Linked DNA regions of Gossypium arboreum: regions 1 and 2 are each linked to region 3. The links are chromatin contacts, called in public Hi-C maps. All regions are on one chromosome and are shown on one strand. The core of a region is the stretch at or near the end of the contact, and the rest is flanking DNA. Distances in the headings are between cores, read along the strand shown.

Evidence for each region. A called contact is a pair of places that touch in the nucleus more often than the background predicts.
Region 1: a contact with region 3 is called in a Hi-C map of leaf, with 4 times the contacts expected there. The contact joins the promoter of LOC108455619 here to the promoter of LOC108458074 in region 3. A contact is called at or near these places in 2 of 5 Hi-C or Micro-C datasets (both in leaf).
Region 2: a Hi-C map of leaf shows a contact between it and region 3, with 6 times the contacts expected there. The contact joins the promoter of LOC108450009 here to the promoter of LOC108458074 in region 3. A contact is called at or near these places in 2 of 5 Hi-C or Micro-C datasets (both in leaf).

Annotation. Positions count from the first base shown.
Region 1 is chr10:102,907,200-102,910,345 of ASM2569848v2, reverse strand. It overlaps LOC108455619 (acyl-CoA-binding domain-containing protein 6-like), which reads right to left and starts at 1,797. Exons shown (of 17, transcript XM_053020602.1): 1 at 1,320-1,797; 2 at 1,135-1,215; 3 at 672-761; 4 at 379-460; 5 at 1-137. The coding sequence starts at 709. LOC108486522 (monothiol glutaredoxin-S2-like) reads right to left here and starts at 2,843. Exons shown (of 1, transcript XM_017790619.2): 1 at 2,188-2,843. The coding sequence starts at 2,721. The coding sequence ends at 2,413.
Region 2 is chr10:102,592,881-102,596,000 of ASM2569848v2, reverse strand. It overlaps LOC108450009 (ISWI chromatin-remodeling complex ATPase CHR11), which reads right to left and starts at 1,536. Exons shown (of 25, transcript XM_017747427.2): 1 at 1,017-1,536; 2 at 676-807; 3 at 491-597; 4 at 169-275; 5 at 1-81. The coding sequence starts at 1,205.
Region 3 is chr10:101,964,678-101,967,693 of ASM2569848v2, reverse strand. LOC108458074 (probable serine/threonine-protein kinase At1g54610) reads left to right here and starts at 1,602. Exons shown (of 7, transcript XM_017757319.2): 1 at 1,602-2,430; 2 at 2,529-2,813; 3 at 2,896-3,016. The coding sequence starts at 2,059.

The sequences.
Region 1 (3,146 bases), core at 548-3,047, 940 kb before region 3:
CGTGGCACAGGCGTTTCTCCAGCAACTGACAATACCATCCAATTCTCGGAGTTCCCTGATGAATTAATAACAGGGGCAGGAGGACAGTGGGATTCAAGTTCATCAGAATGATTAACAGCAAGCATAGCAGACTCAACCTGAAACACATTTGAAGGCTTTAGCAACTTATACACGCTATGTTCCTTGGACTCTTCATTTTCTTTAAGTACTCATATTGGAGGCATGGGGAGATGAACTCCAAATATATGAAAAAACATAGAAAAATCTAACCATACGATAATGTATGCATAGCCATATCCAACACACCAAGACCGAGTAATATATTATACACATGCCGACTGTTACAAAACAGAAATTCAAACATGTCAAAAGCCTCACATTTGAATTGTTGCTTTGTTTGGGCGGTCTCATAGGACTTTTAATTCCATTGGCGGACTCTGAAAGCTGTACTTTCTTCACTCTAAATCAACACAAAAATATACTAAAAATAAGTGAACAATGTTCAGCAACAAGAGGTCTTCTTCATGAAAACAAAAGATGTGGGATTTGGGGAAATATTTAATCAAGTTTGCATCCTTTATCCACCAAGTTTCTTTATTGACATAAAGGTAAAAAGAACATAAATTTTAATAAAAAATAGAAAATGATATATATGGGAAGAAGAAACTGACCTGCCAAGCTTCATGCGTCTACGAGAAAAGCTAAACATTTTCACCAAAGCAAAGCAAAACTCTTTCAATCAAAAACCAGGAAATAAAGCCCTAAAATTTCCACAAAAAATGAAGCTACATTATCATCAAGGAAACAGCGTAAAACAACAAAAAAGCCTAACACTTCCTTTATCAAAGTTCTGTTTTTTTATTTTTTTTTCAAATAAAAACAAAGTACAATCGGGTCATATGTTAAACCTGAGACAAAAAGGTTTGACCTTTAAACTTGGACTTGAGCTGTTTGAGAATAAAAAAAAGGAAAATGAAATAAAATTAATTGGCCATTGAGGAAATGAAGGTAGATGAGGAAGAAAGTAGTTGAAGCATTAGCTTGGGAGTGTGAAAGAACACTAAGAAGGTGCACATTGAAGAAGTGAACTGTACTTCTGCAAATAGTGATGATAGAGAGAGAAAGACAAAGTACCGGGTCGTCTTGTCCTGTTGTGTTTTGTTTGATTTATGAGATCCTTTGCCAAGATTTGCTTTGGAAGGTCCCTCTAACAACCTACAGATAATAGTGGTAGCTAGCTACTTAGCTTAATACAAAGAAAACTAAAACTATGTAATAAAAACTTAAATTACAATTAAAATGGAAACAAAAGAACTTACTTTCATTCCAACCACCCATTTTCTTTTCCAGTTTTTACTATTTCCATGCGGGTGACTAAGGAAGAGTGAGAAATAACATGGGAAATTTGAATAAGTTTCTGTGTCAAAAAAGATGGCAAAAATAAAGAGACCATGTTAAAAAAATACGTGTAGTTTTGTTGTTTAGTGTAAAACTTTGATGGTCGAGCCTCGAGGCATTTAATGGCGAGCGGCAGTGGGCTCCATTACAAAGGATCCATCTCTCTCGGGAATTGCGTGCCGCTGCCATCACTGCCTCTGCCTGCTATAACTTTTCATCACACTGTACCATCTTCTCTCTATACTTTACAACAATACATTATCAATCCTGGCCCATTTACTCCAAAAATTTTGCAACCCAAATCCATTTATCTTCTTCGAAATGCCCATTTATATGCTTCACAATTTATATGCATGGTACCAACTCCCAAGTATTATTTTCACAAATTTTCGCTACAAATATTAATGCTCTTTATTTTATATTTGTGAACTTAAAATTTTTCGAGTCTACTTATATAATAAATTGTTAATCCAAATTTATTCATTATTTTTAACTTTAAAAATATATTTATATTGTTTTTAATTTAGTATTTAGTATTTTTATTTTTTATTTATAAAATTTTATATATAGATATCATAACATTTTTAAATGTTTATATTAAAGTAGTATATATTACAAAGTTAGAAAATGAGTTGGGCTAGACTTGAGCCTTGATTATTTTAATCCAAGTCTAATCTATATTTAAATTAATCTAATTTTTTCAAGTCAATTTTAAAATTTAATATATTTTTAAAATTCTCTCAATTTTCAAAGGATTCTTTACCGTTTGTTAGAAAAAAAAGATTAATGTAAATGTAAATCGCAACTTTTATTACTCAAAAACATAATTAGTACATTACCAAAAGATAACATACCCACTCACTAAGAGAACTCGTTAATTAGTAGTGCTCACTGTTAATTAGACCTGAAATCTACACTTTCATGGATCTAATTTATGTGATTATATATAATAATATATAATAATCACAATTTTATTAGTGCCTTGGCATGCAAGTTAGTGGATTAATTTTTGAATTAAACCCAAAGTGCCCCTACTCTTCTAAGCCTTGGAATTAAGGCTCGATTAAGATGAAGACTCATGACCTCATTAGCTCCACCAACGAATTCTCCACCAATGAAGACGGCTGGAACAGAAGGGTTGCAACTGAGCCTCGAAAGAGTTTGTTCGATTTCACGTCCTCTAGAAATCTCATCGAGTTCGTGAACCGCAGGGTTGACACCAAAGTCGTAGAAAAGGGTTTTGATGGTGTGGGACATGCAACACGAACTCTTGCTGAAGATCACCACTGGCTTCTCGGATGCCAACTTTGTCACTCTCTCCATTTGATATACTATGCGGAAAACAATGCCAAAAGTTAGGACGGGTTTTGCAAGTGAGAGGCTAAATGTATAGCTGTTGTTGAGATTGTGAAGTGCTTTGAATGCTCAACACCCACTGGTTTATATAGGGTTTTTGAGGAATCTGGTGGTGTTTAGTCGGCAAGAAAAGCAAGTTTCCCTTTTTTGTTGGAAATGAAAATGAAAAAATAAAAGGAAAACATCAGAAAATTGTTCGATTAGATCATAAAATAAAGCGATCAAATGCTGAACAAAAAAGAAGGATAGAGCAGCATCACGAATCTTTCTTTGCATACGGAATTGGTGTCCTTTGTACGGTGAAACGTTATAATTTTTACCAACTTTCATCGTTTTATTCATATTTTTCTTGGTAAAAAATTACTATGGAAATATTTATATAATAGAAGTCA
Region 2 (3,120 bases), core at 287-2,786, 630 kb before region 3:
TTCCGTTGATACCATTCTCATACAGTCGTATAAGCCAATTTAAACCAGCAAGTTGGTAGTCCCTCATCTTTCCCTGAATACCTAGAGATACAGAGATGGAGAAATGAAAAAAGTTGAACTGATTTCTCCAACTGATAGGTCTAGGTGAGCAAGAGAGAAAGAACTTACAAGAAGGCTGAGCCACCAATCTAGTATTTCCAGACAAACCATCTTCTTCCTCCTTCAAACACTCTTCATCTTCTTCCTCTTCAGTTACTTTTGAAGCATGACGGCCCCTACATTAAACAATTGGTGGAAACCATTACTAGAGAATGTCTAAGTCAAAACAACTTTAATATAAAGTAGTTCCAAAAAAAAAAAAACAATGAAAATCATCAAAGCCAAATGATAAAAAAAAAAATGCATTGTTTACAACCAGCAATATCATAAAAACAACACAAAAAAGGATAAATCGCGGATTTCAACATATTTTGCAGTATATATTCTGTACCTTCCTTTCACCTTCTTTTGTGATGAAGATTGGTCACCTTTAGCAAAATGAGCAAACAACTCGGTTTGCTGCAAAAGATACTTCAAACGCCCCTTCCCCCTATTATTCTGCCACAAATCAAGCATTACAGAACCATCAATTATACTTAAAATAACTGAATGTGAACTTTTCTATAGAATACACACCATATCGGCATCAATGGCAGCATTCTGAGCGTCCAATATTTCCTGAACCTTCTGCTTCTTTAGCTTCTGCATTTCTTTTAACCTTTCCTTTTCACGCTTACTAACTTCTGGATCATCACCGTTAGACTCGTCCTACAAAAAAAAAAATCATTTAGATAGGAACATTAAAGTTGAAATTAAGCTTCCCTAGGAGCATAATTCATTCTAGAGTGTACAAACTAAAAGTTTAAAAGTAAAGTTTTTCAATCATTAGCAAACCCTAACTATAAACAACAACCAAAAGGAAAAAATTTTGAAAGCAAGATAAAGAAGTTGATAAGAGGGGGCAAATAGTAAAAGACCTCATCGGCGATTTCTTCAGGGACGGGTTCATCGTCTTCGTCGGAAGCGGCGTCGGAGCATGCAACGGCTTCGAGCTCTTCGTCGTCGTCGTCTTCCTCCATCCGGTCGTTGATTCGCTCATCTTCAGAAGAATTGGAGCCGTTGGATAGGACTTCATCAGACGACGCCGGCTTCGACGATTTCGCCATCACTTTGACAGATCGAGGGTTTCTTCTTTCTCTTTGTCTTCTATTTTTCGTTCAGTGAAAGAAAAAAAAAGAGTGACTGTATAAAAGGCCGAATATTTATTTGTAAGGGAAGTTATGGGGTGCAAAATAAAATTGAGAGTGAAATAAAGTTGGTAAATTTGTGGCCGTTGGATTTGGAGATGGGGAGATTTAATGCTTTGAAGTGGATTGAGTGTCAATTGAGGAATTTCCCGCCAATTAGAGAAACCACGATTTCCCGCCTACTTAACCCGCTGGCTGCCTACCTCAGGCCTCAGCGTCGTCGTTCTCGGAGTTGGCAAAGTTCCAACCCTTCAATTCACCGATTTGAGTTGCCATGTTAAAGTTTTTTCAAAATCGATTTATTAAAATTCAATTTAATTTGGATTGAATTTTAAAAGTTGAATAGAATTAGTTGAATTAAATTTTCATAATAATTTTCTTTTAATAGTTTTCAATAAGATTTAAAATTCTAAATTGCAATTCATTTCATGAACATTTTTACATGAACACCATGATTGAAGATTACAAAGACAATATTCTTTCTTTAAAGGAGAACATAGTATGTTGATACAAGGCCCAATAAAGGAGGATATAGTGGTGAATCAGTGACGGTCGGTTCACCTAGAAAGGAGAAGAGTAAAAAAGAAACAAGAGAATAGATTAACTAAGGTGAAAGATGAGAGGTTTGCTCAAAGTAACTTGAGGGTTTCAAAAGGTCAATCTTTTTTTTCATCGTTGTAAGGGTATTTATAGGTAAGGTACTCATGTCCACAAGTGTGACGTGGCAGGATAAATACTCAATCCTACAAGATGCGTAAAAGATATTTATGGGCGTGAAGGGTGTGCACCGTAGGGCCCATCTTATTATGTACTCGATTAATACAATGAACTTATGCCTAAACAAGCTCCTTATTGAATTAAGAGTGTGTTCACACCTAAAAGCAGGTGGTATTGATGATGAAAAGGTGTTACAACTCCCCAAGTTTAGGTGGGTGGCCAACTAAGATACTATCTTAAATGGAGTAAAAAAGGAAGTCAACTTTTTTGCCACGCTGACACGTGTCTATGTAGCGAAGGGGTATAACAATAGTCCTCTAGTCGAACAAGAGGTTATACAATGGCCTTTCTTGAGATATTCATCTATGTAACTTTTTAAAGAAGATGAAAAATGCTTCCCCTTACCGTGGAAAGCGAAGAGTTATTGCATCTATTGTAGAAGTTTCATCATAAATTTGATTATGTTTAGGGAGAAGTGACCATGATGAAAGATGTTTGACACGGTACATGGCTAGATGCCATTGGCCATGGCCTTCGAGCCCAAAACGGTGCCTTTATGAAATCTTGTTAGAAAAATCTATAAATTTGGGTTCCAATCATCTATGAAGCCATTAATGTTTTCTTGAATTCTTACATTTTCTTAATTTTTCTTTAGTTGTTGCCAACTTCAAAGTTTAAGGGTTTTCCATATGTTTTGCTTTCAACTTTTCGTTTGTTCTTTTGCCATTTTTGCCACAAGAATCTACAATGGCTAGGGGTCAAAGGTTTATAAGAGAGAGAAGGTCTACAATGAGCTAACCATCACCTCCACAGCCAAGGGACAGGTTTTCTGCCACCTAAGATAAGCGATTGTGATGGGTACAACCTCAAAAAGGGAAAACTCATTTGTGAAATGAGCCTTGGATGAATAGAATGCTATTGGTCAATTTGAATGCACCACCATTAAACAACAAATGTAAAGGGTGTTGAGGTATAGAGTGTCACACCCGGCTTCCACTGAAACTGGAAATTAAGAAATAATTAAGGGGTTACATTAAAAGAAGCCATAAGTTGGCGATCTCTACTGGAAAATCAAGAGAAGATAGTAACCAATTTAGGACTTGGTTAAAATCTAATG
Region 3 (3,016 bases), core at 353-2,852:
ACTTTTATTTTGCATGCATTTACGTTAATATTATTTGTTAGGACAGATAAATTTAAGGTTAATGTCGTAAGAATAGAATAAAACAAGAAGCCAATTTAATTTTCAATTTGCGGTTCAATTGAACAATTCAATCACTTTAAAAATTAAAATTAATTCAAAAAGTATTAGCAAATGCTAGAAATAAGAAGAATTAAAAATATATATTCACAAACAAAACAAAGATAAAAAGTCAACGGAAATATAATTAAAAACTTTAATTTTTAAATGCTCAATTTTTATCTTTTATCTGTTCAAAAATGTATGATTATTTTCAATTACATATCATCAGTTCAATCAGTTGGACCATCAATTTTGATTCAATCGGTTCAATATAGCTCTAATAATATTAAGATTTTAACAAAAAAATAATACTAGAAAATCATTGTCTTAAAAATGAATAAATAAATTTGGATAATGTGATGGACATTATTTTTCTCATTTGCATACATTAATGTCTAATATGATATATAAAAAAAGTATACTATGATTTAAGAATAATGTTATAGATATATTTGTTGAAGTATCATATACTTGCTTGGTAAGGTAGATTCAACTAAATTTAGATTGAGTTTTATTTAAGGTTTTTAAGTATAAGTTCAATTAGGTCAGATCCAAAATATTAGGTAATTAATAAAATTAATTTAATTTAATTTTAAATAAATTTCAATTTTAATCTTTTATTTTTATTAAGAAAAAGTAAACTTTTATATAAAATTATAGAAAGCAATTGAATTTAACTTCATCCATAAATAGATATGATAATAACTCACACTCTTTATTATTATTTAAAATTTTCTTTAAGAATTGAACAAAATTATTTTTCTTTTAAGTTTGTTAAATTCATTAGGTGGGTCCATTAATCCAATTTAAGCACATATTCATTATCCTACAGAATTATAATTTTGCATTAATGTAATATTTATAGGTTTAACTATGAAATTGACCCCAAAATTATATTAATTTTCTCAATTAAGTATCAAAAGTTTTTATTTATTTATCAAAAGTGATATATAGACTATTAATTTCGTTTCATTATACTTAAAACGTGTATGACGTCCAATAAGAATATGTCAAATGTTGCATTCTTATTAATAGATATAGTGTTTTGAGGTAAAATGAGGCAAGATTAATAATTTAGTACTACTTTTGTCAAAAAAGCAACATAATTTGAGGGTTAAATTTGTATTTAAGCCATATTTACATGATCACATTTAATGAAAAAACTAAATTAAAAAAAGGGAATATACTCTTTTCTAGACAAAATTTTTCTTTATAATCCAAGTGGCAGATTTTGAGTGGCTCACGGTTGCTCCCCTGTTAAGCACGGGGCCAAGTACTCCACCTGAAAGAGGAACAAAATCAAAGAGACACCACTGTCTTGTGGAACCCACTACATCTCTACCACCACCTTATCCAATCATGTTCTTACACGTCACAACCAGACTCCTCATGATAAAATCACAATCATTCCCTCTCAACGTGGCAAATTATAATTGGTTACAGTTCCTCATAACACCGAATCTCCCGCAGTTAATTAAATCCCCCAAAAAACAAAATTTTAATCTTTCTGAAAGAGAGTCAAAGAAACAATGACCAGTGCAAAATAAATAAACAATTAATTAAAAAAAATAAACACTGGAAAGCAGAAAGTAGAAACAGATCCAAAAAATCTTTATTTAAAAAAAATCTTAAATTTCTTGAAATTCTTCAAATCTAAAAAGAGGAAAAAAAAAGGGTAGTTGAATTTTACTGTTATCAGCTTTTTATAGCTGAAATTTGTTGACTGTGCCACAATTTGTGGGACTTAAGTCTTAATTTTTTTTAAAAAAAATCATTGCAAGCTTTGCTTTTTTTTTTTTTTGGGGGGTCATAAAGAAAGTTGGGTCACACACATTTCATTACTACATTCTCTGAATTAATCTCTCAGAAAACTTTTTTTAGGGTTTTGTGTTCGGATGGAGACAAAGTGTGAGAAAATGTGGGAATGTGAGGGGAAGGAAGAGGAGATATGAGTGAACTATGGGGTGTGTGTTTGGGAGAGAGGTTTCAGGGAGACCGGTAGGGAGGGAAGAAAGGAAGAGAGAGGAAATTGGTAGGGTTTCCAAAAGGTCGGAGAAGGGTGAAGAGGTTGTTAGAGATGGAAGTAACAGCCAGAGGGTGGAGGAGGAGAAGGCGGAGGAAGAAGAAGCAGCTGCTGCCGCCGCCTTTGCAGCTAAAGCAAGAGCGAAAAGGAAGTCTTCACGGCCAAATCCACGGCTGAGTAACCCACCCAGGCACGTCCACGGCGAACAAGTCGCCGCCGGCTGGCCATCTTGGCTGTCGAACGTCGCCGGTGAAGCCATCAGCGGCTGGACTCCTCGCCGTGCTGATTCTTTTGAGAAGATTGATAAGGTGCCTTAACTTCTTCTCATAGCCTCATTTATGTATTTATTAGTAGTATTTTGCTCCTATGTAATTACTTACGTAGCTTTGTGAATTTGATTGTTTAGATTGGTCAAGGAACATACAGTAATGTGTACAAAGCTAGGGATACTTTGACTGGGAAGGTTGTTGCATTAAAGAAAGTTCGTTTCGATAATTTGGAGCCGGAAAGTGTTAAGTTCATGGCTAGGGAGATTAAGATTTTACGTCGATTGGATCATCCTAATGTGGTAAAATTAGAAGGATTGGTGACTTCGAGAATGTCATGTAGTTTGTATCTTGTATTTGAGTATATGGAGCACGATTTGGCCGGACTCGCTGCTAGTCCGGCTATAAAGTTCACCGAGTCTCAGGTAAAATAAATACTTTTTCGTTTTTATTGCTTATGCTGGTTTTGAATTAAGTTATGGATTTGATTTCTGCTGATATGGACAGGTAAAATGTTATATGCATCAGTTGTTATCGGGGCTCGAACATTGTCACAACCGACATGTATTGCATCGTGATATTAAGGGGTCGAATCTTCTTATTGACAATGGTGGTGTTCTTAAGATAG